Linked DNA regions of Anser cygnoides: region 1 is linked to region 2. A link is a contact called in public Hi-C data. All regions are on one chromosome and are shown on one strand. The core of a region is the stretch at or near the end of the contact, and the rest is flanking DNA. Distances in the headings are between cores, read along the strand shown. Region 1 has its middle 22 kb from the start of TLR5. Region 2 holds the start of DISP1 (dispatched RND transporter family member 1).

Region 1 (3,529 bases), core at 851-3,350, 120 kb before region 2:
GGAAGCAGTGTCAAGGCACGTGCAAGACAAAGAGGTGATCTGAGACAGCCAGCGTGGCTTCACCAAGGACAAATCATGCCTGATCAATCTGGTGGCTTTCCATAACGGAGTGACTGCATCAGTTGACAAGGGAAGACCAACTGATGTCATCTACCTGGACTTCTGTAAAGCCTTTGACATGGTCCCACATGACATCCTGGTCTCCAAATTGGAGGGAGATGGATTTGATGGGTGGACCATTCAGTGGACAAGGAGTTGGCTTGAGGGTTGCACCCAGAGAGTGGTGGTCGATGGCTCTATGTCCAGGTGGAGGTCGGTGGCAAGTGGTGTCCCACAGGGGTCTGTCTGGGGACTGGTACTGTTCAATAGATCGTGGGATCGAGTGCAGCAAATTTGCAGATGACACCAAGCTGAGTGGTGCAGTTGATACCAGAGAAGGAAGGGATGTCATCCAAAGGGACCTGGATAAGCTTGAGGATTGGGCCCATGTGAACCATGTGAGGTTAAACAGGTCCAAGTGCAAGGTGCTGCACTTGGACTTGTTTAACCTCGTGTGGTTCACATGGGGTTGGGGCAATCCCAGACATGAGCACAGACTGGGAGAAGAAGTCACTGAGAGCAGCCCTGCAGAGAAGGACTCGGGGGTTCTGGTGGATGAAAAGCTTGACATGAGCCAGCAGTGCGAGCTTGCAGCCCAGAAATTCATGCCAGCTGCATCCTGAGCTGCACCAACGGAGGAGCGGCCAGAAGGTTGAGGGAGGTGATTGTGCCCCTCTGCCCCGCCCTTGTGGGGCCCCACCTGTAGTGCTGCATGCAGGTCTGGGGCCTGCAGCGCAAGCAGGATGTGGGGCTGTTAAAGGAGGATCCAGAGGAGGGCCACAAAGATGGTCAGAGGGCTGGAGCACCTCTCCTATGAGGTGCTAAGGCTGAGAGAGCTGGGGGTGTTCAGCCTACAGAAGAGAAGGCTCCGGGGTGACCTCATCGTGACCTTTCAGTACTTAAAGGGGGTTTATAAAAAAGATGGAGAGTGACTCTTAGCTCAAACAGATAATGACAGGACAAGGGGGAATGGTTCTAAATTAAAAGAGGGGAGATTTCGATTAGATATTAGGAAGAAATTCTATACTCAGAGGGTGGTGAGGCACTGGCACAGGTTGCCCAGAGAAGCTGTGGATGCCCCATCCCTGGAGGTGTTCAAGGCCAGGCTGGATGGGGCTTTGGGCAGCCTGGTCTAGTGGGTGGCATCCCTGCCCATGGCAGGGGGTTGGAACTGGATGATCGTTGAGGTCCCTTCCAGCCCAAGCTATTCTGTGATTCTACGATCATATGGTATGGGATATGTCTTTGGCCAGTTTGGGCCAGCTGTCCTGGCTGCATGCCCTCCTGGCTCCCTGTGTACCCCCAGCCTCCTCACTGACAGGGCAGCAGGAGAAGTAGAAAAGTTCTCGGCTCAGTGCAAGCACTGCTCTGCAACAACTAAAAACATCAGTGTGTTATAACCACTGTTTTCATCAAAAATCGAAAGCACAGCATCATACAAGCCTCTTCAAAGAAAATTAACTCTATCCAAGCCACAACAATGACAATCGTGCACTGTTATAAAACCTGCACCCATTTTTTTTTTTATTGTGACACAATCTTTGAAGGTATTGTTCGTCTGATTTTATACATGTATTCAATAAAGGCTTACCAAAATAAGTTCAGTATGGGCTGGGTGATTTTTTCAATGTGGTGAAGAAGCAGGAATGGACTGTTTTATGAACTAGCTGTCTTGACCTTAGCTTCAAACAAATAGTACCATCTTAACTATTTTCATAGAAGCAATAAAGTACAATATGCTTCATGAGAACGCAGCTCTTTGACTAATGAAGTGCCTGTGACTGATCTAATTTACTCTCAAGGTAACAATATGCATGATTTCTATTGACACAGCTACTACAGCAAAATATTACTTTCTTCTCAATCGGTGTAGTCATTCAGGAACAGAAAAGGGCTAAACTTTGGGAAAATTTCCCGTTTGCATGGGGCAGGGGGATTAAGAAAAGGGACGGGACTGTGCTCATGAAGCCCTGGGTGTCGCTGTTGGCTTGGGTAACAGCTAAGGCTGTCCTAAACTCCTCCTGCCTCCGGTCCTCTGCAGCTGCTCACGTTAGGGACGAAATGCTGCTGCACGAAGTCAGAAAAAGAACCGGCGGCCCCGGCTTCCCAGGGACCCCGTGGGCTGTAATGAAAGCCACCACTCTGCATTTCTTACAGGTCTCTGAAAGAGTCCAACTTTTTCTATTTTCCCCAGCCAGTGCAAATATTTAAAGACATTATCTTCAGTCAGAGGTTATATATATATATTCAATAAAAGCTTACCAAGCTACTGACAGCCAAAGCAAGAATCAATCTGTACAATCAAGATCATGTGCAGGTCTAGGTGATGGATCTGTATGCAGTGTAAGAGATGGGAATTTTAAAAGCATGTTTAAGAAATTAAATTTGAATGATTGTCACAAAACATTTTTGGTCAAGTGTTAACTGAGAGCCCTCTGCAGTTAGGACCTTATTGTGTACTTACAAGACACTCCTATCACTTCAGGTACTTAAAACTTATTTCAGCTAACCTATGTATGTAGGAACTATTGCACACAAGTAGATACAGAGATTGCCAAGAAGGCTTTAACAAAGTATTTGCTTTTCTTTTTGAAATGCTTCTCTCTACTGCTTATGGCACTGGTGGGAGGTGGCTAGATCGAACTTGCATTTACTTCAGTCTTCTGACTTTTTACATAAAGGTAATGAAACCTTCAGATGAAATTTCATTGTCTGCCTCCATACCTCCATATGATATACATACCATTTTGGAAGCATAAAGAAATTTAAACTGTGTTAGGAGCAGCTGGGAAAACATACCACAGAGGCATCTCAGAAGCATAAGTAGCACAGCCTCCATCTGCTCCTTGCAAATTCTACTGCAAGGGATTGGCAAAAGGAAGTAAAGAGATTTTTGGAGAACATGCTACTGAACCGTTCCTGATTGTGGAGTGGTTGATAGGCATATGAATAATTCCAGTGTGAATTTTTCAAGAAATCTGAAATAACTTTATTTTTTACTCACTGTGAAACCACCCCAAGCCTGAGACACTCAGAACAAATGCGGTCTTCCCAGCTGGTACAGTCTGTCCTATCCAATGAAAAAATTGACTTCAAACAGATCATAGGACTTCGATCACCACTGCTGTGGAATCACCTCTTCTTAAATGACAAAGCCTGGGGAATTGTCAAGAAAGGGCTTGTGCAGACTTTGTACTGCTCTGCTCAGCAGGAATCACAAAAGCATCCTGTACAAAAATGGAGAACAACTATGCTTGATGAATTAATGCCATAAATTGAGCCTCAACCTCATAGCTATTGATCAGATTCCCTTAAGGCTCACCGGGAACATTACTGCTCTATTAGAATTTTATGGCTCTTTAGTTAAGGATACCCTCATCGGTTTTATTCACCTTCCCCAGTGAAAGACATTAACTTGTTGTTGGAGAGT
Region 2 (3,368 bases), core at 752-3,251:
CATGGGAAAGGGTAACATTATGAGAACTAAGTGTTTTCACATGTTCTTTTTACCTTTGTTCTTTTATAGTCTTATTTTTCACCTCTTCTATGAGAAGATTTTTTTGGAGGCTACTAAGCTGAATTCCATCTCTTTCTTCTCAGGGCCCTTTGGGACTGCTCTCCCCCTATCAACATCTTTTGTTCCTGCTACAGTAATGCTCTGATCAGTCAAAAACAGCTTCACGTGGCTTTCTCCAACAGAATCAGGACTTGGTAACAGTAGCAGATTCAGAAAGAAGAGGTAAGGGAAAAAGAAAAGCCAGTTAAAGAAAAAAAACTACTTTCTCAGCAATGCTTTAAAATTAAGAACAAGCAAGCTTCCTCCTGAAGTCATGTCTCATCAACTAATTAGCCAGAAAAGGCAAAGCCACTGGTGTACACGCAGGAAAGCCCAAACCAGCACGACTCTCCTCCAGGCTCAGAGCAGGTGAACAACCACTGGTGGTTTATCAAATTATAACGCAGAAACAGCCTTAAATCTGCTCTAGTGATTTTCAAAAGCAGATTAAAAAAAAGAAAAACCCAACGGCCGCATTTTACTTCCTACATACAGACAATGGCCCCAAAATGGAAAAAAGCTTCCTGATTTATGCTATAGAGTCTCAGATCCTAATGTGGTCTTCCATATTTTGCACCACTACAGTATCAGGCCCTCATTTCAACATCCACCTGCTTTTAACTGATGCGACACGTTTAAGCTTTCAGCCTCAAAATAACAGTATTCTCAAATTAGGCTATTATATTACTACAGGATATTGCTCACTTCACTGTAAAGCAGGATATCTTCCTGTACAATTCAGGTTTGCCTTTTACTTAATGATTTCTAAAATACCTAATACAACAGCCATGGCATACATTTTTGTCCCTAAACAGAATGCTTGGGGCAAAGGCTGCTGTGTTGGGTAAGCTTCCAGTTTAATGTTAAGTAAAGCATTAAGTTGTTTTTTTTTTTTTGGTGGTGGTGGTTAAACTTATTAATTTGTATCTCAGTTCATGTGTACCTTCAGCAATCAGCACTGCATCTTCTAAATACTAGCTGCAGCTGCTAGGAGCTGCTGGAAAACTAAAGTAACACAAGTTATATTTATTATATATTTTCCTTTGAGTAAACGTTTATAAACATTATTTGTTACAGACAACAATTTAGTTACCACAAACTTAAGTAGTCACAGCAAAAGCCTATAAATGCTAATATTTAAAGTATCTATATTTTTCTAATAAACATTTCCCCACTGCAAATGACAAGTTATCCCCCTTGTTTGTTTCACACTTGATCTCTTCCACAACTGCAGGCTGGCTGCTTCTGGCTCCTGTCCCTTTGGCCAGTTAGGAATTCTCTCTCAAAAAGATCCTGCGTCCTCACCTGTCCCAACTTTTTCCTTGCCCCCTTCTTCTCTTGCAGTTCTACCAGTCCACACGTTTAAATCTGAGCACGTTTAATAACAAGCCCATTGATAATTTGGATGCACTAGGATCCTAAATGCCTCGTTACTGTTTTACAGGTTTGTAACAGGAGCTCTTTTGTTCATTTGTCAAAGCCGGCAGTTCTACAGCTGTTCAACAGGCTACTGGGAATTCTGATCAGACAGCCTTTGTTCACTTAAAACACGCACGCCCTACAGACGCACGCCTCAAGTAACTGCAGCTAACTCTTCCTCCCGCTCCTGAAGAGAATCGGCTTTACCGGCTGCCCGAGGACAGACCGAGGGCGGCGGGAGCCGCCGGCGCCCCCGCAGCCAGCTGCGCTGACGCGGCCGTTACCGGCACCGCCCCGGCGGGCTCCCCTCCCTCCGCGCTGAGGGGAGAGGGCGGCGGCGCCTACCTGTGGGCTGCCCGCGGCGGGGTCCCCGAGGCAGCCGCGGCCGCCCCGCCTGAGCCCGGTGTCGCGGCAGGAAGGGAGGGGGATCCGCGGCGTCTCCGCCGTGGCGCAGTTACCATGGGACGGACGGAAGTCACCGCCAGCGGGGCGGGCGCGGGGCGGGGAGCCATGTTGAGCGCGGCGGCTGCCGGTCGCCATCTTGAGTGCGGCGCGGGGCGCGCTGAGGGGGGGGAGCTGACGCCCTCGACAGTTTGGGGTTCGCGGCGACCCAAGGAAAAAACAAAAAATAATAAAAAAAAAATAGGCCGCGAGTCTATCAGTTCATGGGCTGCCCTCAAGTACTTACCCAATACCTATAAAAATGAAGGAACATGGTTCTGAAGCAAAAGCCTGACGTGAGTTTTTCTGTCGGAGCGGCAAGCGTAAAGCACCAAATAGGAACAGCATGCCACAAGGTGCGCGTAAATAGTTGTTTTCTAATATTCTCCCAAGAAAGGGTATCTCAGTGTGCTATAACATTCACAGTTTTAAGCAGAGATCTAAACAGATGGAAAGTCATACCAGGGGTTAAAAGAATGCTTTTTCAGTAAGAAAATTACCACGAGGAAAAGAATGTAATTTTACCATCTGAAGACATGGGATTTTCCTGAGGAATTTCAAGTAAAGAAATGAGACCAAGTCTCTCAGACTGGGGTTGGTCTCAGAGGGACCTTCACACCATGGTGAGACAGGGAACATGTCAGAGATGTTGGGAAGAGCAGGAATAAAAAAGCCGTGATGAGGGCCCTTGGTTAGCTTGGGCAACCCTTGGTCATGGATCCAGCAGCCAAATCCCCAACAATCCCAGGGCTGTTTCCTTCCAGATATAACTCATCTTCACAAATCCCTTCTCTGCCCACCACAACGGGGCCTGAAGAGTCACACTGTATGTACTCTTTCAAAAGCAACAACAACAACAAACAAACAAACAAACAACAAAAACACACACACAAACACCACCTAGTAGTGTATATGAAATTACACATAGCAAGGAGCATCTGGATAAACAAATCAAGTGCTGAAATCCCAGGAAAAGCTTGCCACAGTCATAATTGTGCTGCCTTGCACATGTGTGTTAGTTTTTAATTGCATGATCATGCCCCGTTTCGTCCAAAAGCATCTTTGCCTCATTTAGCACACAGAATGGGCCAAAATACAGTTCCATTGTTACTCGCAGACATGGTATTGCCTAACCTTTGAGGGCTTACTATTGCAGTTGATGTAAAACTACATATTCATGATTTTTAAGACCAGAACAAAATACTAGAAAATCTGCAGTGATCCCTTGCACACGACAGGCTGCTAGGTTTTAATCCCTTTGTGAGAATAATTGGTTCTTTAAAGGTCACTCTGAAGCATGTGAAACACCCAGGGTTTGGGAGTCAGGGTTGGCAGCCTGAGTCAGAGACACTGATTCCCTCCCTCTCCCTCTTCACTCAACATGGTTTTTATTAAAGGCTCATTATAAT

What was found. A called contact is a pair of places that touch in the nucleus more often than the background predicts.
Region 1: a contact with region 2 is called in a Hi-C map of liver, with 4 times the contacts expected there. The contact joins the enhancer-like site here to the promoter of DISP1 in region 2. A contact is called at or near these places in 5 of 7 Hi-C or Micro-C datasets (fetal liver, granulosa cells and liver).

Annotation. Positions count from the first base shown.
Region 1 is chr3:24,060,047-24,063,575 of Taihu_goose_T2T_genome, reverse strand. No RefSeq gene overlaps it. Among named protein-coding and RNA genes, the nearest start is that of TLR5, 22 kb to the left of the region's middle. Within about 2 kb of position 2,100, at least 2 of the 3 cell types and tissues checked have open chromatin away from gene starts, as enhancers often do. A contact at or near this core is called in fetal liver, where this site is marked.
Region 2 is chr3:23,941,059-23,944,426 of Taihu_goose_T2T_genome, reverse strand. It overlaps DISP1 (dispatched RND transporter family member 1), which reads right to left and starts at 2,001. Exons shown (of 9, transcript XM_066993688.1): 1 at 1,864-2,001.